2 separate regions of the Mus musculus genome follow, and region 1 is linked to region 2. Evidence: chromatin contacts called from public Hi-C data. All regions are on one chromosome and are shown on one strand. Each heading gives the region's core, a stretch centred on a gene start, on an enhancer-like site or on the middle of the called end of the contact. The rest is flanking DNA. Distances are from core to core; before and after follow the strand shown. Region 1 overlaps Bank1 (B cell scaffold protein with ankyrin repeats 1). Region 2 overlaps Slc39a8 (solute carrier family 39 (metal ion transporter), member 8).

Region 1 (7,279 bases), core at 2,039-4,538, 280 kb after region 2:
TATTTAATATAATGTCCACCCAAGCAAAACCACCAAACACTGTGTATTGATGACGGATGAGAAACTCAAGCCTAATCGTGGAAGAATTTAGCTTTGTGTCTGAATACCATCCACCTAGTGTATTTATTGGCATTTTACCAGTCAATTTCTGTTTTTAAATTTGATCCTTATAAAGGGCCAAAAACTTAGGGAAAATATTTTAGAAGGAAAATCATTTTTCCTTTTATATATTTTCAACATCTGACCAATATTTATTCATTTTCTCTATAGAAACAGAAAAAAATGTGAAAGTTTGAGAGCCACCAGTGACCACATAGTTAATTACTTTTATTAGTGACAGGTAGTTTAAATCTTCAGAAAGTTGTCTTCCTGGATGTTTTAAATGTTGGGCAAGGAGCAAGCTAAAGACTCCTACCCCTAGTCAGTATATATGGTCAGTTGGAGAGTTATCAAGCTTGCTCCATGTAAATGGTATAGAGATATGCTGTCCAAACTGCTGTTGATTCATGAACAGAGCTCAAGGAGGGGTAGAATTCTAAAGAGATTCTCCATTGCCTTCATTCTACCTCCATTTTCTTTCATCATGGGTAGAGATGAATTCCTCATTCCTCTGTCTGACTCTCTTCCCCATTACATCTCATCTTAGCATGTGCCCACCTTGGATCTTGTTCATTCTCTACTGTCCACTAAATGACTGCCAACTTGACACGCCTTGAAGAAGGAACCTCAAAGGTAGAATTGACACTATGCAGGCCAATGGGCACAACTATGGAGCATATCCTTGATTGATAATTGATATGGGACAGCCGAACCCACTATGGGCACTCCCATTCTTGGAAGGTGAGAACAATGCTCCATGAGAAATGTAGCTTCAGAAGCTAGACAGCCAGCAGAACTTCTCCATGCTCTCTGTCTTATTCCCTGCCTCCACACGCCTGCCTTGACTTCTTGCCTGACTTTCCCAAGTTAAGAACTGTGACCTGATCTGTGTGCAAGATCAAATAAATCCTTTCCTGCCCAAGCTGCTTTTATTAATTAGATATTTCTTTATTTACATTTCGAATGTTATTCCCTTTCCTAGTTTCCCCTCTGAAAACACCCGCTCCCCTCTCCCTCCCCCTGCTCACCAACCTACCCACTCCCACTTCCTGGCCCTGGTAGTCCTTTATACTGGGGCATAGAACCTTCACAGGACCAAGGGCCTCTCCTCCCATTGATGATCAACGAGGTCATCCTCTGCTACATATGCAGCTAGAGCCATGAATCCCACCATGTGTTTTCTTTGATTGGTGGTTTAGTCCCAGGGAGCTCTGGGGGTACTGGTTAGTTCATATTGTTGTTCCTCCTATAGGGCTGCAGACCCCTTCAGCTCCTTGGGTACTTTCTTTAGCTCCTTCATTGGGGACCATGTGCTTTGTCCAATGGATGGCTGTGAGCAAGCGGCTTTTGATTAGTGTTTTATCAAAGCAACAGAGAGAAAACCAGATCAATGACTGTTTGCGCATAACTATTCTTCATAAGACTGTGCTAGAATCCCACAGAGATACACAACAATCTTGACAAATGACAAAATGTTACCTGTTCTTACTACACTGGGCTTCGTTGGGTACCTAGTCATTTTGTTTTTCCTTGTATATGGCTGTATAAATAGCCTGTTTAACCTAGAGTGAAAAATAAGGACAGAGAAGTTGTAACTTCCTTATGTGTCTTCCTTACAAGTTGTGTGGGTGCTGTGTACTCGGAGGCCACTTAATGAATTCCATTTGTATTTAGAATACTATTATTTGCTGGGTTTAGGTAAACATGTCTTTCTAGTTTAGTTCATGAAAGAATCATTTAATGAGAAGTAGAGGCCTTAGATCTGGCTAGAATTGTTGTGACCACTATGCTTTTCACCCATATCAAAGGGGCACCAAGTCCCCTATGAGGAGTACTTGTCTTGGAACTGATGAGGGAGCACCATGGCCTCTTTGAAGATGCATCCTGATCTCTGAGGCAATACTCTCATCCCTATGGGGAACACTCAACTCCTATGAGGGACTATGCTTGGATCCATGTAGTGAGTTTCTACACCCATTTGAGAGTGGGATAGCATGAGCTAGGGACCCCATTCATATCTATGTGAGGGAGCATCCAAGCTCTGTGAAGGAACACTCTGGCCAATGTGAGGGAGCACTCTCATTCCCGTGAGAAGTACTAAGGCCAATGCATAGGAATGCCCCAGTTCATGTAAAAGAAGGCACCTGACAACATGACATAACAAATGTGCTTATGTGAGGAGGCCTCCAGCCTATGTGAGGGAAGGCCATGGTCCCTTTGAGAGAGCACCCTCATCTATGTGCAGGAACACCTGGCCTTGGGGGAAGCACCTGGCTCATGGCTAAGACCCCATGCTCTTCTCATGTCAATTTGTCAGCAGTGGAATTCTCACTCTCAATGATGTGTTCATTCAGGGAAAGTAGTGATCTTTCTGATAAACTGATAAATGACCTGAGTGTCACAAGGATGAGGTAGAATCCTGACCCTCAGATCTCTGGTAACCTAAGCCAGAATTGGTTTGTTACCTTTACAATGAGGTAAGCAGTTTCATCATGTGACTTTTCTAATAGACTTTACTCTTGATAGGTAAGACTTCTGCTCCTTCAGCCTCGATCAAAGAAATTGTACAATTGTATAGAAACAAGCATTACTTCCAACCTCTGGATGTGGAACCTCATTGATGAGTTCACTCCTGGGACTGCCTTTTCTGTTCATGCCTACAGATAATGAGGGGGAATACTGCACACATGTCCGATGAGATATTAATCTTTGAAGGTGTATAGTTCCACCTAAATATTGTTAACTTGCTTTGGCATAGTGGGCATTTTCTTGCTATGGTTGAACATTTTCAAATTTTAGTAGTGTTCTACATATCGACTGTTCTTGCCTGTATCATCAGAAATCTACTCTCTAGGAAGCATCTTAAGAGGCTTCAGTGCTGAGAGGAAACATCTCAAGCTGGACACAGGGTTTCACTGCTATACTGTGCCTTTGACTTTGGTTCCGTAATTATGACTTCCTGGCAGAAAGTTGATTTCACAAGACAATCTGTGAGTTTTATACATCAAAGTGAAATTATCAACATACCAGAAGCTTTCACACTGTCCTCTCAAGGGCTTTTGGTTATGTATGCTCTCAGCTATTTGAGATGGTAGTGTTTCCCAAAATACCTGCATTGCCATGCAGTCTGCCACCAGAGTGCTGGAGTGCAGCCATGGCTGGCAGCGAGGCAGTTCCTGCTATGGGAAGGACTCTGCTGAGCCGAGCCTGTGTACAGGACTGATGTCAGTATCCATTATCCACACAGCTGCTACGGATCCTTCTATCATCCTCCATCCCCCCCTCCACCATTTCTTATTGGAATCCAGCTTGTGGCAAACTGATTACAGTAGAGTGACCACTGCAAGGATGAAGACAAGAAAAGCTTTAAGGACATGTGAAAGTGTTATCTTTGAGTAGGAAAGCAGTCCTGTAATATTCTAGAAAAATAGCACCAGATGGGCCCGGTTGGCATACAACTACCCGAAACAGCAAGAATTATTTTAAGAGAGAGAGAGAGAGAGAGAGAGAGAGAGAGAGAGAGAGAAGAAAGAAAGCAAATCACTGGGGCAGCCTGCTGCAAAGCAACAAGAAAAGGCAGTAGCTGTTTCCTCAACATGACTTAGTGTCTTATTCCAGTTCACACAGCCTAACAGAATGCCACAGGCTGGATAATTTATAAACAATGGATGATTACTGGGCACACAGTCCTGGGTGCTGCAAAGTTCCATGGGCACCAGCAATCTAACAAATGGGCAGCAGCCCATCTATGCTAGGCAGACACGGGGAGTCAGAATGAACTCACGCTTTTTGTAAAATACACACCTGCAGTGGTGGCACTGATCTGTGAGAACAGACTCAGCACCACCCAGACACTTCTTAAAGGGCCCACCTCCCAGTTCTGAAATAGTGATGAATAAACTTCAATTCCTCTTTTGGAGGGGATATTCGAACTTAGTAAAGCAAGGACAGATTTCTATATCATGCTTGCTTTTAAAGTTTGGCAGTTCAATCAACTAGCTTACCTTGAGAAACTTCTTAGCAACTTTTAGTATCCCTTAAAATCTGTAAGGTAGATTTTGCTTCTAGGATTAACTTGAATTTAGTACCTGCCAGATAATAAGTAAATAAATGGTCAAGTAGAAACAAATATTGACCTCTAACAAAAATTGTGAAGATAGTGAAGATAGGCACCGCTGAAAAAAGGAGTTGTAGCTTCAAGTCTTGTGCTTCAAGAGGAAGACTGAATAACCAAGAAAAACACAAGATGCACATATAGCCCAAATGGCAAGTTTTCAAAGTTTCCACATAATCTTGAACTCCTCAGAAAGTTCACATAGTTTTCTATTTTGTTTCCAGGTCCAGTTCAGACAGTGTTTTCTTGATGATGGATCAGCTACTCTGAAGGAGGTGAGTCATGGGAGACTCCCACACCAGAACTCTGCGGAGAAAGGACTACACATTGCCGACAGTGGCTTCATCCCAGAGTGGACCATGAGTAATCGCAAGAACGTGGTTTACCTTAAGAAATAACATCTGTCTCAAGAACTGGTTACTGGAAAAGTACTAATCTCAAAGTAGTAATTCTTCTACTCTCTGCAATTTCCAGACACTGAAGACCAACTGAAGCAGGGAGAATAAACCAGTGAGACAGGGACATTATGTTACCCAACTTAAAAAGGCTTGTCTGACACAACTTTGGAGGGTTGATTACTAAGAGGACAATTAAGCCAAAAAAAAAAAAAAAAAAAAAAAAAAAAGCACATCCATTCTCCTATTGGTTAATCTGTTTTCTAATATAGTGAAGATTATAGGTTAATTTGTTTTCTGGTATAGTGAAGATTATAGCTGATGAGGAAAAACAGACTTGCCAGCAGTATTGTCGTACTAAGAGAAAAATGTGACAAGGGGCCTTTGGAAGACAACAACAGACAACGTGCAAAAAGCGATCAGTTGGTTTCCTGGGAACTAAGCGAGCATTTTTCTTTTTTTCTTTTAAAAAATGTATTGAAGATTTCATATGTGACTACAATTTACATCATTAAATCCCATCTTCTCTCCTTCTAACTCTTCCCATGTCCCCCTCTCAAGTTCTTGACCTTTATTTTTTTAATTTAATTTAATTAATTGAATACTTATTAAATATTATAGTTACATCTCTCCCTCGCTTTCTCCAACTCTCTATACAATTTCCTTCTGAATCCACTTAGTGTTGCTCTCATCTATATGTCTGTGTAGGGTGTACCACTTGAGATGGATTGAATCACCTCTCTGGGGACTTTTCTCTGGAGAAGACAGACTGACTTCCTCCTCTCTAAGCTGCCACTGTTTTCCTACAGCCCTTTATCTAGGGTGGGGTCTTGTAAGATCTCCCCACCCAGATTGAAATGTTGACGAGTGCTATCTTACTTATCTTCTATTGAGCTTCCTCTGTGAACTGATGGCAGAGCAAGGCATGGAGGTAGAGCAAGTGATGGGTACTGATAGGACTTTACATCCTTTCACAGAGAGGATCAAGAAGAACCCTTGGAATTACCTAGGCTATTCTCCAGGACTGCAGAGCATCTTCAAGTGCTGCATTCAAGGTCTGTTAACAACTTGATGTGCTTTTAGTTTGGGGGGAATAACCAAGCTTGCCTAAACCCGAAGATCTCTAGGACTTCCAAGGGAGCAGGGGATCATTTACTTCAGTCTCTGCTGGAGCTCCAGCTGTAATTACAAAGAATAAAAACAAACCAGAAAAGAAGATACTTTTACAATTGCCTGGAGAGCTGAAAGGTTCTGTGGGCGGAGAGGATGACCCGAATCAAAACTATGTGCCCGGTTTCCATGGAAATACAGGACAGAATGCTGAGGAAAAGTGAAAGTCATTTGATCCCATCTTCTGCCTACAGAGTCCTCCAGGGTAAGCCTTACTCTGGGTTTAGTGACAAGGAATGTATTCAAGTGATAATACTGTTACATGTATTATATGGAAACATCACTTTTAAATATTCTTAAAATAAGATATGTAAATTATATCTTAAAATATCTTATTTTAAATAAATAGGTAGTGGTTTTAAAAATACTGAAGGAGTCTTTTCATAAAAGCTCAATTTTAAAATGTAGATTATTTGGAAATATTTTGACAGTTATTAAGCAATCACCATACAAACATCATACTAAACATTTTATACCAATTATCTCCATTTCACTATCACACCAGCTATGAATGAAAAAAAACTTGTGTTTATTAGAAGTTCTCCCCTAAGAAATGCATATAGATGATTGACAGAACTGGGATACTCACAAAGACTTGATTCTCAAACTATGCGGAAATGATCTCCCCATTAATTTTTGAGAGTCTTACAATGCCACTTAAAAGGAGAGGGGGGTCAATCGTATAACTCAAAACTACATCAAAGATCTGCTACAACTTTGAACAAGGCGGGAAACAGCATGCAGGGCATTTTCTTCTGAAAGGGTGGCTTAGTTTCAAATTCATATCATACAACAGAGCAGCATTCTCTTTTCACGAACCCCTTGCTAGAATCATATACTAAATGAGTGATATTCTCTCATAGTAAATGATGGGATAACAACTTCACCAGCAAATTTCATGGTGTGAAGGGCAGGATAAAATGACAGCTCTAGGAACATGAAAGAAGACATGATCTAGATTTGTACCAGGAAAAGAAAACCAGAAACAGTAAGAAACCAGAAAGATCGCATCCCAGACCTGATACATTATTTTTCCCCCAGTCTAAATCCAGTATAATCCCTTTGAACAATCTCAATGTGTGGTACCCCAATCATCAGGATGGCTGAACTAAAGGTAACTCCCGTGCTCATGATATTGTCTATTGGTTAGGATATCATTGCTGTTTCTGCATGCTGCTTTGCGTTAATGGGCTTTCCCTGCTGTATCCCTGCCTGAAAGTTGAGTAACTCATTTTGCATCCTCTTATCCAAGGCACCCACAAAGGCAGCTTTTAAGAATTGTAAGTGAGCACTAACCACATGTATCCACACAGCTAAAATCTCAATATAATTACTTCACCAATAAAAAAAAAGCCTTTTGTTTTTATTGACTAATTCAGCTCACTATCATTGACCTTTGTACTTCTCCTGTCTACTGTAAAAATCTACTGTGGTATTTGATTGGGAGAAACAAGTAAAATTTTAGAAAATGTCCCTCTGGTACTCCAAATTGCCCCTTCAT
Region 2 (6,328 bases), core at 3,818-6,317:
CTCTGAAAAAAGTCCCTCTCTGTTGGCTATATATTGTGCAGCTTTAAACAACTCAGCCTGTAAAATTTCTTCTTCATTTCTCTAATGCAGATATGCCTCTCAAAGACAGAGACTTGACTTTCCCATAGCAGTCTTCACAGTATTTGAGAAATTGCAGCTGCTCAACAAATACTCTGACTGGACACTTAGATAGAGATGGGGAGAAGACTTGGGAACAAAATGTTCTCTAGTTAGGTGCAAACTGCTTTGTATTCACAGTCAAGTTTACATTGTACTACCTTCTTCTGCAAAGTGCTTTAGCAGGTGTTTATCATTGGGGTCTTTAAAAACTGTTGATTTTATGGAACTCAAAATTCTCACAAAAAAATCCTCACTTGAAAATCCTGCTGGAGGATTTTTCTATTTTTATTGTTATTTTAAAATCAAGTAAATGTTGGTGTTAAGGCAAGCCTGTGCTTATCACACTTCATAGAATATCTAAGACTCACAGAGATCTAGAGCACCTGGCACAGTAACCAGAACGCAGTCAACTTGGCGAGTTGCTGAGGAACAAATGGATCATTGTATAGTCGCTTCAGAAACGGACAGATTAATCTGCTAATGGTCACACAGTGACATGGGAAGTGGAATGAACGTTTCCTGATGTCATTGTGCTTTAATAATTGATGCCGTATTTAAATGGTAATACGAAGATGACTTTCATTTTAGTCTTTGAATAACTTTTAGATGTGCAAATGTATCAAACTCCTAGGTTAATATCTGTTACATCTTAGGAAGGCAGTTGTAAGGATTTGTTCATGCAAGTCAAAGGATTGATTTACAAGGCCACCAATTTAAAATGTCTGCTATGGAAGATGGCCTAGTCAGCCATCATTGGGAAGAAAGGCCCCTTGGTCTTGCAAACTTTATATGCCTGTACAGGGGAACGCCAGGGCCAAGAAGTGGGAGTGGGTGGGTAGGGGAATTGTGGGGGGGGGATATGGGGGACTTTTGGGATAGCATTTGAAATGTAAATGAAGAAAATGGGTAATTAAAAAAAAACATCTGCTATGTGGCTCATTCAAGGTGTGTCAAGTGATTCATTTCATCTGTCCCTTTGTAAGCATTCTCCCCTCTGTGATATGTTGTTAGGGTTTCACATACACTACCAGTGACTTTTAGTTGGAACAATTTGTCTCCCCTGGGACATAACCTATTTCTTTGTTCTCTGGATTTCTTGAATGTTCAAGCAATATTGGATATCATGTTTTGTTTTTTTTTTTCCTGCTGTTTTTACAGGATGGAAAAACAGAGCCAAGCTCATGTACCTGTCTGAAGGGGCCCAAACTGTCAGAAATAGGAACAATTGCCTGGATGATCACGCTTTGTGATGCCCTCCACAATTTCATCGACGGCTTGGCGATTGGGGCATCTTGTACTTTGTCTCTTCTTCAGGGGCTCAGTACGTCCATAGCGATCCTGTGTGAGGAGTTTCCTCATGAGTTAGGTGAGCACCTCAGGGCACAGGGCAAGGGGCGGTCGAATGTTAGACTGGGCAGACCCTAATCATACACGGAGATGAATGATCTGTTGTTGGAAGTTTTTTTTTTTTAATTATTATTATTATTATTATTATTATTATTATTATTATTATTATTCCAAAACAGAAGGAGGCACAACTCACTTGATATTCTCTTCTTCCAGGGGACTTTGTGATCTTGCTCAATGCAGGAATGAGCACCCGGCAAGCCTTGCTGTTCAACTTCCTCTCCGCGTGTTCCTGCTACGTGGGACTAGCTTTCGGCATTTTGGTGGGCAACAATTTTGCTCCCAATATTATATTTGCACTCGCTGGAGGCATGTTCCTCTACATTTCTCTGGCAGATATGGTAAGAGATTCAAGTATTTTATTTTGTGTTACTTTGATTTTTACAAATGAGAGCCTGGGTTTCGAGCTGAAGGGCAGCCTTCGGCCTCCCACTGGCTTCAAGGTCTTCAAGGCTGGGGATCCAGACCTTTTCTGGCCCAGCGTCTCTCGCTTTGTGAGTAACCTGTGCTAACAGTAGCTTGGAATGGCTGTCGTTGATTCTTTGATGACTGATCTTATGGATAAAGTAAGCACTTTTAATAGTGGGAGCTACTTTCTAAGGACTCCTTTTAATATGTGATGAATTAAACCCGTCTTCTCTTATAGTAGGCCTGACCCATCAGTTGCATAAGAATGTCACATTTAGAAGAATAAATAACTTGGTAGACGAAATACTTTTTTTATTCAAAGTGATTCACACTGAAAACTTTTGAAGTTAAGCTAAAATATTACACTAAATTAAGTAGAAATTAATATTGGACAATAAATATATATTTGAGTCAGTATTATTTATGTCTGTAGGTTGTGTGTGTGTGTGTGTGTGTGTGTGTGTGTGTGTGTAGAGAAAAATACCCTGTGTGTTTTCAAGCATACCTTGGACAGATTTCTAGAGAATGAAGTGTCAGAGTATAAAAAAGAGTATTTGGGTTATATTTAGAAATTAATGTATTACGTATAATTTAATAACATCTTTCCTTTGGATTACAAGCTCCAAACTGTAAGTGTCTGGCCCAGTTTGCTGTTCATCAAAGACCCTTAAAAAAGGCAGGATTTAGCTCTTAGACCCCCACAGTACTTACATTTTTCTGCCCAGAATTACCTTGCACATTGTCTTTATTCCAGATGGCCATTTCTTCCCATGACACAAAAAAGTTCTATCAAAGTTGGTACCTTTATGGAAGCGATACAGGTGATGTCCTATGTGACATAGTAGTTTCCTCATGTTAGAGATGTCACCAACTTTTTCCCTGTAAGAACTTCACGCCAGTTCTCTGACCTGCCTCTGGAGTCTGAAGATCCCTGGCATGGCTGCATCCAGGGTACCACAGCATTTATAACACATCATGCAATTTGTGTTTCTAAAACAGGACATACATGTCCCCTTGTGTAACCTTTGCAGTGGATGCTGTGGCTGAGAATGAACATTTATTTATTTACTAAAAACACCTAGGATTTTTATCTGTTTTCACTATAATGAAAGTATTATAATCTTCAACACTGGACCAATACACAATTTATTAAAAAATCTTGTCGCTCTGGGAGGAAAGAGCAAGCACAATGGAGAAACCAGAACAGTAAAGAAAGCTACTTCAAAGAACAGGTTCAGTCAGTTACACAAATGTTTTTCCCCTCCAGTCAGCCCGGAAAAATTATGAGATGGGCGGGGAAGCGGTTTCCATAAGTGTTTCTCTCCAGAGGAGCAAAGTCAGAATTTAAGCAAACAAAAATGTCACCATCTAACAAGAAAAAAACCCAACACTTCACCAACTCTGTGGTGGCACAAGGCAGGGTGATTATTAAGTCCAAGATCGTCATTAGTTACATAGTGACATAGTGACATAGTAGGGCAGCCTGGGCTAAGCAAGAAACAACAAAGTAAAACATGGCATACTTAAAAATACTATGAGATAAGAGGAACAATAGCATATCTAATGGGGATGAAGCAGAATATAGTATAGTATAGTATAGTATAGTATAGTATAGTAAGGGCTAACGGAAGTAAACAGAAATGCGTGCCTGAGGGTGAAACCCACCGGGTTGAATTCCTTAAAATTTGAGGTGTAGACAGCTGTATATGGGAAGAGAGTTGAGGAGAGAACGCATCAAGCCAGGTACATTCTATCTGGCTGTGTGACCTTTCGATAGTTTTACCGTGGATGCCGCAGAATACTAGGATTCCTCAATACCTGAAGCAAAACATTGATTGGTACGATCCAGTCCCAAATGAAAGAAATGCTCAGCTCCTGTGCAGAAACCCCAGACGAGCATTTCAGGATTCACCACAAGATGGCGACAGCCATTTAATAATGTGTCTTCTAGTTTCCAGAGATGAACGACATGCTGAGAGAAAAAGTAACTGGAAGACAAACGGATTTCACCTTCTTCATGATCCAGAATGCAGGGATGTTAACCGGCTTCACTGCCATCCTGCTCATCACCTTGTACGCAGGAGACATCGAATTGCAGTAGCCGGAAGTGGAGTATAACGTCAACGCGGGAAGGCATTTAATAACAACACAGAAACATCTCCATAGGGATTTTTGTTTTTTTAAAAGTATATCCTATTTAGTTAAAAGAGATTTTTTTTTTATTATTTTCAACTAAAGGCTAAGGAATCTAATGACTGGTTTCAGATATGTAGAATAGGTGAAATTTGTTGTTAAAATTTTTCCTTAAAAGGTTTTCGGTTTCAGACTGCAAAGGCTGGTGTATGGGGCCTTTGGTAAATACCTGGTTTTCAATATTTTATGCATATTAGAAAATTATCATGAAGCAAACACGTGCATTCACAAGCAGACATACAGATCCAGAGAAAAACACAATCTGGGTCATGTAAGGTTTCAGAACTTGCTTGGGTAAACAACAACAACAACAACAACAACAACAACAACAACAAAAACCTCAAGCGTTTTCAGAGTGGTTTTCTTCCAATTAATGTGTTTGACTGCTTTTAAAGGCAGGTGCATCAAATGAGGAAGAAAATCAAGACAGACAGCTCCAGTGCATGCAGGACCGATCCCAGTGCCTTAACGAACCCCAGAAAGATAGCGCACAGCGTTTGTTCAGCTTTATGTCTCAGTTGGCGACCTGTAGGATTGTTTTGAAAGCTAATACAAAGTAACATGAATTAGGAAAGGATGAAAGGCTTGCTAGCCCAGCAAGGCTTGGGCTCAGGGCTTGGTCCCTGAGTTATAAGCTTGAACACACCCTGCAGAAGACCAGAATTGCTTTGCTATGATTTATGCTGTGGTTCCAGCCAACAGAAATGCCTGAGGAGTATGCGAGACTGGTTAGAACTCAGTCTTGCCATGCTCTGGGATTGCTTTGTCATGGTGGAGAATATGTTGGGTGGGAGAGAGAAATTGAATGTAATTGTGAGCAATTTACTTTTTAAAAGATGAGCATAATTATTTAGCAGGGGGAATTTCAATAAATGCAAAAATCACAGCTGGGCTGGGCTGTGTCAGAGACTGATGGTGGAGGAGGCATGTGCTCATTAGGGGTGATTGACAGTCAGCAGAGACGGCTTCTTTTATGTGCAGTGTGCTTTGTTCCCATATGGTATACCGTTGGATGGAAAACCTCAGCATACTCTTTCTACCTTTCGTAAAACACACAGCTCACTGAGTGTTTGAGCACGTTGTAGACGATCAGTCTGAATTGAACATCCTAATTTCAATTCACACTCCCAAGTAACTTAAAAAAAAGATGATTTGACAGTGATGAGAATTAGTAATAGAAGCCAAGTTATCTCAGGAATTATGTTTTCCTATAAGCCCAAACACATTTTCATGTAATAACAGTGCAGATTTGATAAACTTTAACATATATGTTTATGTGTATTCTCACTTTATGACTGACAATTAAAAAATATTATTTGACCAAACAGTAAAAGCTTTTGAAACCATGTACCGTGTCAGTTATTTTTCTCTTAATATGTCTTTATTTTGAGTGACATCATGTGGCTGGTGTTATGAGAAGAGAGGCAAGTAGAGAACTGATGTTGTATTATTTTAAAAATATCTAGCAAAAAAATCCTACAAAGACTAATTTTTCATTTCAATAAACACAATCTATATTAGTATAACCTTTCGTTTCAGTGCTTAACAATCCTTGCTTTTTAAAAGTATATGCTGTGGGCTGGAGATATGGCTCAGTGGTTAAGAGCACAGACTGCTCTTCCAGAGGTCCTGAGTTCAATTCCCAGTAACTACATGGTGGCTCACATTCATCTGTAATAGGATCTGATGTCTTCTTCTGGTGTGTCTAAAGACAGCTATAGTACATTCATATATATATAAAACATTAAAAAGTACAGATTGTATGTATTTTTAATGAAATGACTTATGGAAGAATATTTTGAAAAGATAGTTTAGTGATTCTCAGTGTACATGCAGATTGACTCTTTGGCCTGCTTTTTGTGGGTCTGGCTCTCCATCCTTTCCCTTTACCATGGAGAATGAAGGACTTTGGGTGACGATGACTTAAAGACAAGAGGCAATTGTTTGTTGGAGGCAGAAGGAAAGTCGGGATGGCATTTACTTTATCCTGATTAACTTTCTTCAAGTGAGCATAATCCTGCCAACATACTTCCTATGGAGCATTTGCCATATAATCTTAGTTTTTTGAAGAAAAAAGGATTTATTTCATTTTGAAGATTACAAACCATCACTGAGGGAAGTTAGAACTGGTACTCAGGTAGGAACTCAAACAAAACACGTGGAGGGACATCGCTTACTTTCTCTTTTCCTGGCTTGTTTG

Evidence for each region. Hi-C and Micro-C count contacts between places; a contact is called where the count stands out from the background.
Region 1: a contact with region 2 is called in a Hi-C map of ventral hippocampal neurons, with 2.7 times the contacts expected there. The contact joins two enhancer-like sites. A contact is called at or near these places in 1 of 39 promoter capture datasets (hippocampal neurons), 1 of 15 datasets of contacts at CTCF or cohesin (the NIH/3T3 cell line), 8 of 484 Hi-C or Micro-C datasets (the C2C12 cell line, cerebellar granule neurons, cerebellum and 5 more) and 2 of 115 datasets of contacts at active chromatin or transcription factors (embryonic stem cells and fibro-adipogenic progenitors).

Annotation. Positions count from the first base shown.
Region 1 is chr3:136,162,358-136,169,636 of GRCm38.p6, forward strand. The region is part of intron 7 of Bank1 (B cell scaffold protein with ankyrin repeats 1); the gene reads right to left. Among named protein-coding and RNA genes, the nearest start is that of Bank1, 160 kb to the right of the region's middle. Within about 2 kb of position 3,289, at least 45 of the 459 cell types and tissues checked have an H3K27ac peak or open chromatin away from gene starts, as enhancers often do. A contact at or near this core is called in cerebellar granule neurons, forebrain, hippocampal neurons and 1 more, where this site is marked.
Region 2 is chr3:135,882,919-135,889,246 of GRCm38.p6, forward strand. Slc39a8 (solute carrier family 39 (metal ion transporter), member 8) reads left to right here. Exons shown (of 9, transcript NM_001135149.1): 7 at 1,279-1,486; 8 at 1,684-1,868; 9 at 3,887-5,654. The coding sequence ends at 4,036. Among named protein-coding and RNA genes, the nearest start is that of Gm31243, 16 kb to the right of the region's middle. Within about 2 kb of position 5,068, at least 34 of the 459 cell types and tissues checked have an H3K27ac peak or open chromatin away from gene starts, as enhancers often do. A contact at or near this core is called in cerebellar granule neurons, forebrain, hippocampal neurons and 1 more, where this site is marked.